Regions from separate parts of the Mus musculus genome. Here all the other regions are linked to region 1. The links are chromatin contacts, called in public HiChIP or PLAC-seq and capture Hi-C maps. All regions are on one chromosome and are shown on one strand. Each heading gives the region's core, a stretch centred on a gene start, on an enhancer-like site or on the middle of the called end of the contact. The rest is flanking DNA. Distances are from core to core; before and after follow the strand shown.

Evidence for each region. HiChIP or PLAC-seq counts read pairs in DNA pulled down with a chosen protein or histone mark. Capture Hi-C pulls out chosen DNA fragments and counts their contacts.
Region 2: a contact with region 1 is called in a capture Hi-C map of embryonic stem cells, with 6 times the contacts expected there. The contact joins two enhancer-like sites. A contact is called at or near these places in 4 of 484 Hi-C or Micro-C datasets (embryonic stem cells, extraembryonic endoderm stem cells, nephron progenitors and 1 more), 1 of 115 datasets of contacts at active chromatin or transcription factors (fibro-adipogenic progenitors) and 2 of 9 other capture datasets (adipose tissue and embryonic stem cells).
Region 3: a contact with region 1 is called in an H3K27ac HiChIP or PLAC-seq map of embryonic stem cells, with 4 times the contacts expected there. The contact joins two enhancer-like sites. A contact is called at or near these places in 4 of 484 Hi-C or Micro-C datasets (embryonic stem cells, extraembryonic endoderm stem cells and trophoblast stem cells), 2 of 115 datasets of contacts at active chromatin or transcription factors (embryonic stem cells and fibro-adipogenic progenitors) and 2 of 9 other capture datasets (adipose tissue and embryonic stem cells).

The regions. Positions count from the first base shown.
Region 1 is chr1:90,058,829-90,061,911 of GRCm38.p6, forward strand. All of the region lies in intron 15 of Iqca (IQ motif containing with AAA domain), which reads right to left. Among named protein-coding and RNA genes, the nearest start is that of Asb18, 46 kb to the left of the region's middle. Within about 2 kb of position 1,468, at least 8 of the 459 cell types and tissues checked have an H3K27ac peak or open chromatin away from gene starts, as enhancers often do. A contact at or near this core is called in embryonic stem cells, where this site is marked.
Region 2 is chr1:90,422,743-90,425,825 of GRCm38.p6, forward strand. The region is part of intron 3 of Gm34992 (a long non-coding RNA gene); the gene reads left to right. Among named protein-coding and RNA genes, the nearest start is that of Gm28722, 80 kb to the right of the region's middle. Within about 2 kb of position 1,634, at least 32 of the 459 cell types and tissues checked have an H3K27ac peak or open chromatin away from gene starts, as enhancers often do. A contact at or near this core is called in embryonic stem cells, where this site is marked.
Region 3 is chr1:90,403,501-90,406,583 of GRCm38.p6, forward strand. The region is part of intron 3 of Gm34992 (a long non-coding RNA gene); the gene reads left to right. Among named protein-coding and RNA genes, the nearest start is that of Gm34992, 67 kb to the left of the region's middle. Within about 2 kb of position 1,556, at least 28 of the 459 cell types and tissues checked have an H3K27ac peak or open chromatin away from gene starts, as enhancers often do. A contact at or near this core is called in embryonic stem cells, where this site is marked.

The sequences.
Region 1 (3,083 bases), core at 218-2,717:
AGATGAGCATTTGGGGAACATGATTGATATCCCCTTAGATAACTTCTGGAGGGACAGGGCTTTGTAGAAGCCATACCATGGGTTGTGTGGCTTTAAGGTTGCAGCCTCCTGGAGGCCACATCTGTTAACATCCCCCCACCCCTGGTGAATAGGTAGGGACCATCACAAGGGGACTAAAGCATGCACACCCTGGGTCATTAATTTGTCACCTGTTAAAAGCGTAACACACATTTTCTTTTTTTCTTATACTCTTTCAAAGCTTTGTCACAAAACAGCAGCTTAGGCTACAAGGCCACAATGGTCACTCTGTGATAAGTTTGCTATCAGCATTGCTGTAGATAATACTTCTGGCTTGGGGATTACGATAAATAATGGTCAACTAGGTCACCTTGCAACATTTGAAAGCTGCTGTGGTGGATGAATAAGAATGGCCCCTTGAGTCCTTAGTCATTAGGGAGTGGCACTATTTGAGAAGGATTAGAAGGGCTAGGAGGCGTGGCCTTGTGGGAGAGTGTGTGTCACTGGGGCTGGGCTTTGAGGTTTCAAAAGGCCATGCCAGGCCCAGTTCTACAAAGTTCTTTTCAACTTTCTCTTGTGGCACTTGTTGGCATTCAATCTCATGCTAGTGTTTAGTCTTGGATGGAGTTTATTACCCACTTTGGGCTGTGTTGCCAAGTAACCTGACTCTGGGAAGAAGCAGGTCCAGCTGCTACTGGCTTCACGGTGTTCATGGTCACTGCGTGGATCCCATCAGTTTAAAAATGCGGGTTGTTTACAAGATCCTGCAGATGTCAGATGGAGGCTGAAAAGGCACAAAATACTAGACTGTATTTTTATATCCTATATGTGCCCTTCACTGTTTAACTGGGGTCAGAGCTGCAAACAGGCCATTTGATCATTTAAAAAGCATTTTGCCGAATGAGTGTGTGTGGCTCCAGCTTGGTAAGCCGAGGCAATAGCTTAGAAAGCAGATGTTGGGGTTTACTGCTATTTTCCTAAAGTTCTCCATATCCAGGGAAGAACCCTAAAACATCCAGGGCTCATGTCTGTAACTTACATGATGTAAGCATGTTCTGACGGCAAAGCCAGTATGTTCTGAGATCTGATGCCTGGAGAATAATCCAGGGTGAATGTGGCCAGTTGCCTGCTGGAACGGGCATGTTCCTTCCAACACAATCTTGCATTATTCTACCAACTTAATCACTGATCAGTAAGCCATTATAGGGCCAGGACATTTGTGCAAGGTGACTCTGACCTCAGTGGCCCAGGAGTTCCGTGATGAAGTTGAATGTCTGCTAACCCACCAAGTGCAAGGCCAAGCTGTTTCCATTCTGAGAGAAAAGCTTTTAAAGCCATCACGCTTCATACCAAACTGTGGCCAGGTACAACAAACGGAGCAATCAGGTGACTCAGCTCAGCATGGTTCCTTTGGCTTGAGTTGAGGATGTCCAAATGGCTGGAACAGCAGGGTCTCACCTATGCTATTTGCATGTCTTAAGAACCCAACATTCACTGTTACTGGAGGCTCTACCTGTCCCTCAACCTTCTAGAATCTTTGCCTGTCTATCTGTCTCTCCCTTGGTGGCTGTTTAACAACAGTAAGTACTTGGGTCTGCTAGTCCATACTCCTTTTGCGTATGTAAGAATTAACAAGAGAGAGAGAGAGAGAGAGAGAGAGAGAGAGAGAGAGAGAGAGAGAGAGAGAGAGAGAGAGAGAGAGAGAAAGAGAGAGAAGAGAAGAGAGAGAGGAGAGAGAGAGGTTTGACAATTTGCTATGAAAAATGGTCTCTTTTGCTCTTTTAATTTTCACTTAGCTATGGAGAAGCTTCATTTAAATTATGCAGATAGTTTGAGGTCATGGCCAATTAAATGTAACTGAACCTCTAAAGTCTAAAGTCGTGTGGGATAGTTCACTCTGTGGCCAGCAGAGGGCTCTTCGGTCCTATCAAATATCAAATGTCTCTGTCAATTACTGACCAAGCCTGATCTTCGTCAAAACAAGGAGGCCTCTATTACTGAGTCCTGTGAGTCCTCTGAGCACACTGCGCAATGGTCACCGCAGGCATCAGACCTCAGAACATACTGGCTTGCCGTCAGAACACGCTTACATCATGTAAGTTACAGACATGAGCCCTGGATGTTTTAGGGTTCTTCCCTGGATATGGAGAACTTTAGGAAAATAGCAGTAAACCCCAACATCTGCTTTCTAAGCTATTGCCTCGGTTTACCAAGCTGGAACCACACACACTCATTCCTTCACGTGTTTGCTCTTTATTCCATGAATACGGGCAGATATCTGCTTTTGGCAGGAAGGAGGGACCTTTGACAGTGGGACCCCTCCCTGCCAGCAGGTATGTAGTATCCTTGGTCTGTATGTGAGGTGTTGTCATATTGGAGAGGAATGGAAGGGTTCAGGCTACTGGGGGGAGTTCACATTCTAAATTTACCCTACTAAATAGGGGTCCATTTGAGCAGTATGTGAGGGTGTTCTCTTCTGTACACATTTCTATTGTTAATTGCTATCTTTTTGTGCTACATTGTATACAGTCAAGGAAGTGATTTCAGGTTCTAGCAAGAGACTACCTTTGTTTTGAAACTAATAACCAACAAAAGAGTAGAAGTATCCTAAAACTGGAAGCCTGACTGATGAAATAGAGGTAAACAGGCAGGGCAGAGGAGGAAGAGAAGGAGCAGGGATGCGGGGACTCATGGCACAGCTGCTCACTCTGGTGGGCACCGTGTTGTGGGCAGGCAGTGCTAATAGGAACTGGACAGAATGGTGCTGTTACATAAAGGGAAAGGGTTCAGATGCAGGGGCATTGTGTCACATGTGGTGACTTTGTGCTGAAAGTCCTGCTCCTCCCAGTCCACACTCTTCTACGTAAGGGCTGAAGGGCTCGCTCCAGGCTTCAGCAATGCTGGGGCAACTTGGGAAGAACAGGATATATATGGGACGAAGACTCAGGCACAAGTGACTCCCCGGGGCAGGGTTAACCAAATCAATACTTCATCTTCCCTCTGAATGTGTCCAGGGTGGAGAAGCATCCTTCCATCCAAGCCTGGCCACAGGTCACCTCCTCCCC
Region 2 (3,083 bases), core at 384-2,883, 360 kb after region 1:
GGCACATGGAAGCAAGCAAGACCTGGAAATTGTGTGTTTGGGCCACATAAATGTCCCTGGTAGTAGGCACACACAATCCATGGCTGTGAGCCTCAGATAGGTGGCTTTATTCCATCTGGAAGGGACAGTGAGGAACTAGCAGGAAAGAGAAGTCAACACTGGAGACAGGGGAGCACCAGGGTTTGTCACAGCTGCTTCTCAGGGCTGACCACCTGGCATGGCTGGGAATGGCTTGCCTTGGTCACTTCTCACAACTCAATGGCTGTTGACCTAGCCCCCTACAATGGGCTGCAGCAGAGGCTCTGAAACATCTCTACACCTCCCCCTACTTGGTGTTGGGAGTGGACCAGGCTTGAACTGGGAAACATGTCAGACATTGAATGTTTCAGGGGTAGGGAGATGACACAGACTCTTTCTTGGGTGAACAGTCTGTTACGCCTCCTAAGAGTAAGAGGACAGCCACATCACACAGGGTCACATAACTCATTGGGGAAGCAAACAGAAAAAATGGGCCACCAGAAGGAATTGGTGTACTCCTTCTGCTTCTGCTTCTGTGAGGTGCTTGAGGGGACGACAATACTGTCGTGGTGTCTAAGATGTAGATGAAGGTGGTGGCTAGGTGGTAGACTCGGGATCCATTTTGAGTGCATTTCGGGACATGCTGAGCACATCTGCAAGGTCCTCGGTCTCTAGGACTGAACTAATCCTGGGAGGGGCAGCTTCTGCCCTACAAGACCCTCAAGATAGCAATGCATCCAAAAATAGAAAATAAAAGCATGAACGACACACAGCGTGACCCAAGGTAGAAGGAGGGCTTTTGCAGGGATAGGGTAGAAGGAGCACTCAGAAGTCAGAGGGCGAGGGATCAATAGAAGTGTGTATTCCCTGGTTCTCATCCCAGTCACTGTCACTTGGCTGAATGACACTGCTTTTATAAGGCAAATGCCACCGTCAGGGCCCATGACTATGCCGAACAACTGAGGGTGAATTCAGAGAAATATTTCTCTAGAAGACAAAATAAAATATGTGTTTGTGTGTGTACACCTGTGTGTTATATGTATATATGTATATGATATGTATACATATTTATGATATACTGTCAATGCCTAAGCAAATGACAATAGCAACCAGGCCTGGGGAGGACTTGCTGACAGAAACTTAGGAAAGAAACAGCCTTGCTATTTGTCTGTTTTCAGTTGTCTGCCCCAGCCTCAGTTACATGGAATTAAACTTGAAGTCTGCTGGAGCTGACAATACGTGAGTCAGGATGTCACTTTCACCGTGTCAGCAAGACAACTCACCCCGAGACACCCATCCCCAGAGTCGCATCGTCTTACGGGCCACATCCCGTAGAAGGAGGATGTGTGTTGGGGGTGGTGCCCCTGGTCTGGAAACCAGAGAAAGAATTGGAAAGGTCAACTCCAGGGAGGTCCTGCAATCTCCATGGTGACATCTCAAGTGACACAGAGGTCACGGAAGGTTGCACTTAAGAGCCACCAAGCAGGGCTGCCAAAGTCTCTGGGAGAAGGTCAAAGGAGGTAATGGAGCAGGAAAATCAGCCGGGGCACAGTCTGGGAGGAGCCAGCAGCCAAGCGTGCGCAGAGGCTCCAGCCTCTCCCTTCTTTTCCATGGGAATCATCTGTGTTTGGGAATCTATGTTTCCTTGTGACTTCTTAGCTGGCTACCCAGACCCTTAACCCTGAATGTAGGCGTGGCCCTTTGGAAGTGGCCCCATTGCTCCCAGTTGGTGGCCTCCCCATTCTCTTCTGTGGCATCCACAGTAGCCACACCTTCTGCTGTGTTTGAAAGGAAAGGGGCCACAGTGACTGGGGCAGCAGGTGCCTTGCACATACCACCAGTGAGTAGATAATTGAGCCCTCAGGCTACTGTGTAAGCTCTGTTTATTATTTCTTCTGTCTGGTTTGTCTCCCCCGGAGGTTTTTGGCTTGAGGTGGGACCTTTAAGAGGTGGAGCCTAGTGCAAGGGAGTGAGGTCATGGAAACATTGCGCGGAAAAGAGTACCTCAGGTCTCATGAGACTTAACTAGTTCCCATCCCCAGGCTCCCGATGGAGAGGAGCAGACATGAGCGCCATGCTCTTGAGATTGCATAGTCATTTTTAGTTAACATTCTTTTCATTGATGAATTGACTGATTGATTATATGTGCACATGCACACATTCCCAGAGATGTGTGTGCAGATGCAGATATAGGTTATGGGGACTGAACTCAGGTGGTCAGGCTTGGCAGCAAGCACTTTAATAGCTAAACTATATCAATGATCCTATTTTTTAAAAAAAGATCTATTATTTTCATGCGTGTGGGGGGGTGTATTATGTGGTGTGTATGTGTGTGCATATGCGAGTATGTGTGTGTGTGTGTGTGTGTGTGTGTGTGTGTGTGTGTGTGCGCGCGCGCGCTGGTGACCATTGTTATGCATTATAATGAGGAGGTGCCTAGCAGGCCCATGCCAAGGTATCTTCCTGAGAAACCATGCTATGTGCAGCAGATCTGGTATAAAGAGGGTTTCTTTGGTGGAAGGGAGAGGAGTGAGGGCCTGGAAAAGAGGCAGAGGTGGACAGATGGGGAGTAGAGCCATGAGGGGGGGCGGGGAGAGACAGAGACAGAGAGACAGAGAGAGATACAGAGACAGAGACAGAGACAGAGAGAGACAGAGACCTCCTGCCTGGAACGTGTGGGAATACAGAGAGCTAGCTGGGGTGGTGAGCTATCATTTTCTATGGTGCCCATACCTGTCAGTGGCAGGTAGTGGCAGCAGATGATGATGTAAGCCATTGCTAGGTCCCTGGGAGGAGCCTAGTGGAATCACCTGTAAGCCAACACCCATGAAGGTTAAAATGGGGCTTTAGATCTCTTAAAGCTGGCGTTACAAGTGTGTGTGAGCCTCCAAATATAGTTCCATAACCTCTTGGAACAGCAGCCCTCGTGGTGAATATTTCACATGCAAACTACCCATGTGGACTGTCATAAACTCCCAAGAAACTGAGGTGGGTCGTGTCATGTCAGGTCCATGAGTCTCATCTCTATCCCATCCCCCAACCCTCCGTGTCTAGGTTGCACTCTG
Region 3 (3,083 bases), core at 306-2,805, 340 kb after region 1:
TTTAAAGTAGGTGTGCTTGCCTGTGGCACCAAGGTACAGCCTCTGACTGTACTCAGGAGAGAGAGAGAGGAAGGAGAGGGGTGTGGCCCTGGGAACCATGGAAACTCTGGGAGAAGGAAAATACAGAGAAAGAGATAGACATACATACAAGAAGAGGGGAGAAGGATGAGAAAGAGGGAAAGCACAGGGAGGGGGAAGGAGGGAGAGGATGAGGACGAAGAGAAGAAAAGTGAAGGGGGAGGAAGAGACAGGCGAAGAGGGACACATGGAAGAAACAGGCTTCAGGTGTGCCCTCGGAAAGAAAGACCTCAGAAGCCGAGGAAGAAAATATTCTAGAAAAGTCAAGTTTGCCTGATTTTCCAGGGTTACCACCTGAGTCCTGGTCCTCACTGGACTTGATGGTTGAGACATCAGTGGTATCAACAACAGGAGTAGTAGAAAGAGCTCTATGAATTCAGGCCTCGGGCATGGCTGCCAGATATTTAAAAAAAAAAACAAAAACATTTCTTTCCTGAAAATGCGATAAGATGAAACAAAGCTCTCTTGAGTTTAATGATGGCGTGGATTGTTTGAAATGCCAGCAGGGAGGCTGGAGTGACACACAGCAGTTAAGACAGTTACTGCTCTTACAGAAACCGAAAGCTTGCTTCCTAGAACCTATGCTGGGCTACTCTCAACCACCTGTAACTCCAGCTCCAGGGGATCCAAAGCTCTCTTCTGGCTTCCATGGGAACCCACAATGATGTGCATAAACCCAAATACACACACACACTCGCACGCATACACACACAGAGGCACACACAAGGAGGCACACATAGACATAGACACATATACATAGACACACACAGACAACATAGAGACTCACAAACACACAGAGATAAACAAATGCAGACCCAGATACGGATACACACACACACAGATACATAGACACACAGAGAGACACACAGATAAACACACACATACACAAGTACAGATACACTCAGACATAAACACAGAGGCACAGATACACACAGATACAAACAGACACACACACACATAGAGATACACATGGATAAACATACAGACATACACAGACACAGATTACACAGACACACACACAGACACAGGGACACACACACACACACACACACACACACACTTGTTTATAACATAAATATAAGACGGTACTTTGGAAGGTATGGAGCCTAGCAGTGTGGCTTCTTTCTCTTCTTTCCCCAGGAGAGTTCCTATTTGCGGGTATCTTGCCTTTCTGGATGCGGTCAGAGTAAAGCTGCTCTTGGATGTGTTTGCTGAAGGAGGATGTAATTAGAAAACCAAATCTGCAGGCAATCCATGAAAAGCACTGGGCTCATTTCCCTAAAGTGGTAATTGTCAATAGGAAGGCAAACACTGTGGATTAGACTCCTGGATGAAATCCACTCTCCAGAACGCAAGGGTCATTTGTTTTCACAGAGCTTGCAAACATCAATGTTGACAGGCAGGAGGAAATGGAAGTGGGCCCAGGGCTGGGCAGTGCCCTTGATCCAGGTGGCCTTGTTTACCTGGGACTATTGTAACCTGACAACAAAGGGGGAGAGAACCCCGGGGTCTGGTTGTCCTCTTGCTAGGCCTCACATGCTGTGCTGGAACATGTGGATCCCTCTCCCCCACACCTGTCTAAGTCTGGCCCCCTATTTCAGACCTAGTTTCCATGGTTCCCAGGGCAGGTGTGCACAGCCACAAACGTTGTTTCTTTCTGAAATGCTCCCCGTGACCTTCCTGTGACCTCCTCATGACCTCTCCCCTATGCCTCCTCTTGGTTTGCTTTTACCTTGGCTGACCTTCAGAATCATTTACATAAGTGATTGATTACTTGGCAAATTCTTCTATTCATAGAGAACAGGACAATGCTCATAGATTTATTATGATTTATTAACTCAGCCATTCAGACACTTGTTTGCCTTTTATTTAAGGTGAAGGTTTGCCTTGATGTAAACATGGGCCACCCATCCGCCTTGATGTTTTGTTTGGTTTAAACATGGGCCACCCATCCCGGTGCTATGGGTAAAGACTCACTGGCTTTCCTGGCTGCCTGGCTGGGATGCAGTCTCTGTAGATGCTTCTTGTTCACAGGAACTTAACAGGGCCCCCAAATGGCTTCTCCCCATTTCTTTCCATACGGGGTTTTAATGCCTTTGACTCTAAAGGTCTCTAAGCCCCCAGTGTTGAGAGGATCCTCCTTCCAGGCTCTGGGAAGTCTCTGGTTTATGTTCTCAAGCCTTCTTTATGGTGGAGCTTTGCCAGTAAGATGCCCTGCACATTCCAATGGGCGGGGGCTGGGGGAGGGAGGACGGCTGTGGCTCCTTGTGTGGCTTTCCTTTCTTCCAGGAAATCTCATTTCCAGGGTCCTGACTTCTAACTCCAGTCTCCCTAGCAGCCTCCTCTGTGTCCTTGAAACCCTGGTGGCTACAAGTTCTACCCTTTTGCTTTTTCTCTCATGGGCAAAACCTACATCTGGCCAGGTACCATATCTTTGCATCCTCTGAGGTCCCTGTAGCTAAGTGACCTTTCCCCCTCCCCCCACTCACTCCTTACCTTCCCTGGACTTGTGTGGCTCTTACACACACACCCTCTGGGAAATCTTGGTCATTCTCTAGCTCAGTAGCTTTATTAACGTTGAAATTCTTCGGGAGATATGAGAGCATCTCCATAGAAGCACCTCCCTGTCCATGAAGGTCCCACTTGACCCACCTTCTGGCCTTCCTTTGAAGGGCTTCGCTGGAGCTCCAGATCATCTTGAGAGAAATTCAATCTCTTTACACTATTTCCCCATCCCTGCTCCCTGGTTACACTACCATGCATTGATGCATTCCCAGCTCAGGACAGAAGATAGAAGAGCCAGAGGAGGTAGGAAATGCTGTGTGTGTGCACAACCTCTCTGAGGCATCCTTGAGGCTTTGTGAAGCATTTATGATACCTGCATGGATTACTATACCATCCACCAGGTAAATGGATCTCCAGTCCCCTCCTCTCCAAAGAAATACTGGGGATGAGCATTCCATCCCTGTAACAATCTAATCCTTCGGGGCTTTCCAAGATTCACC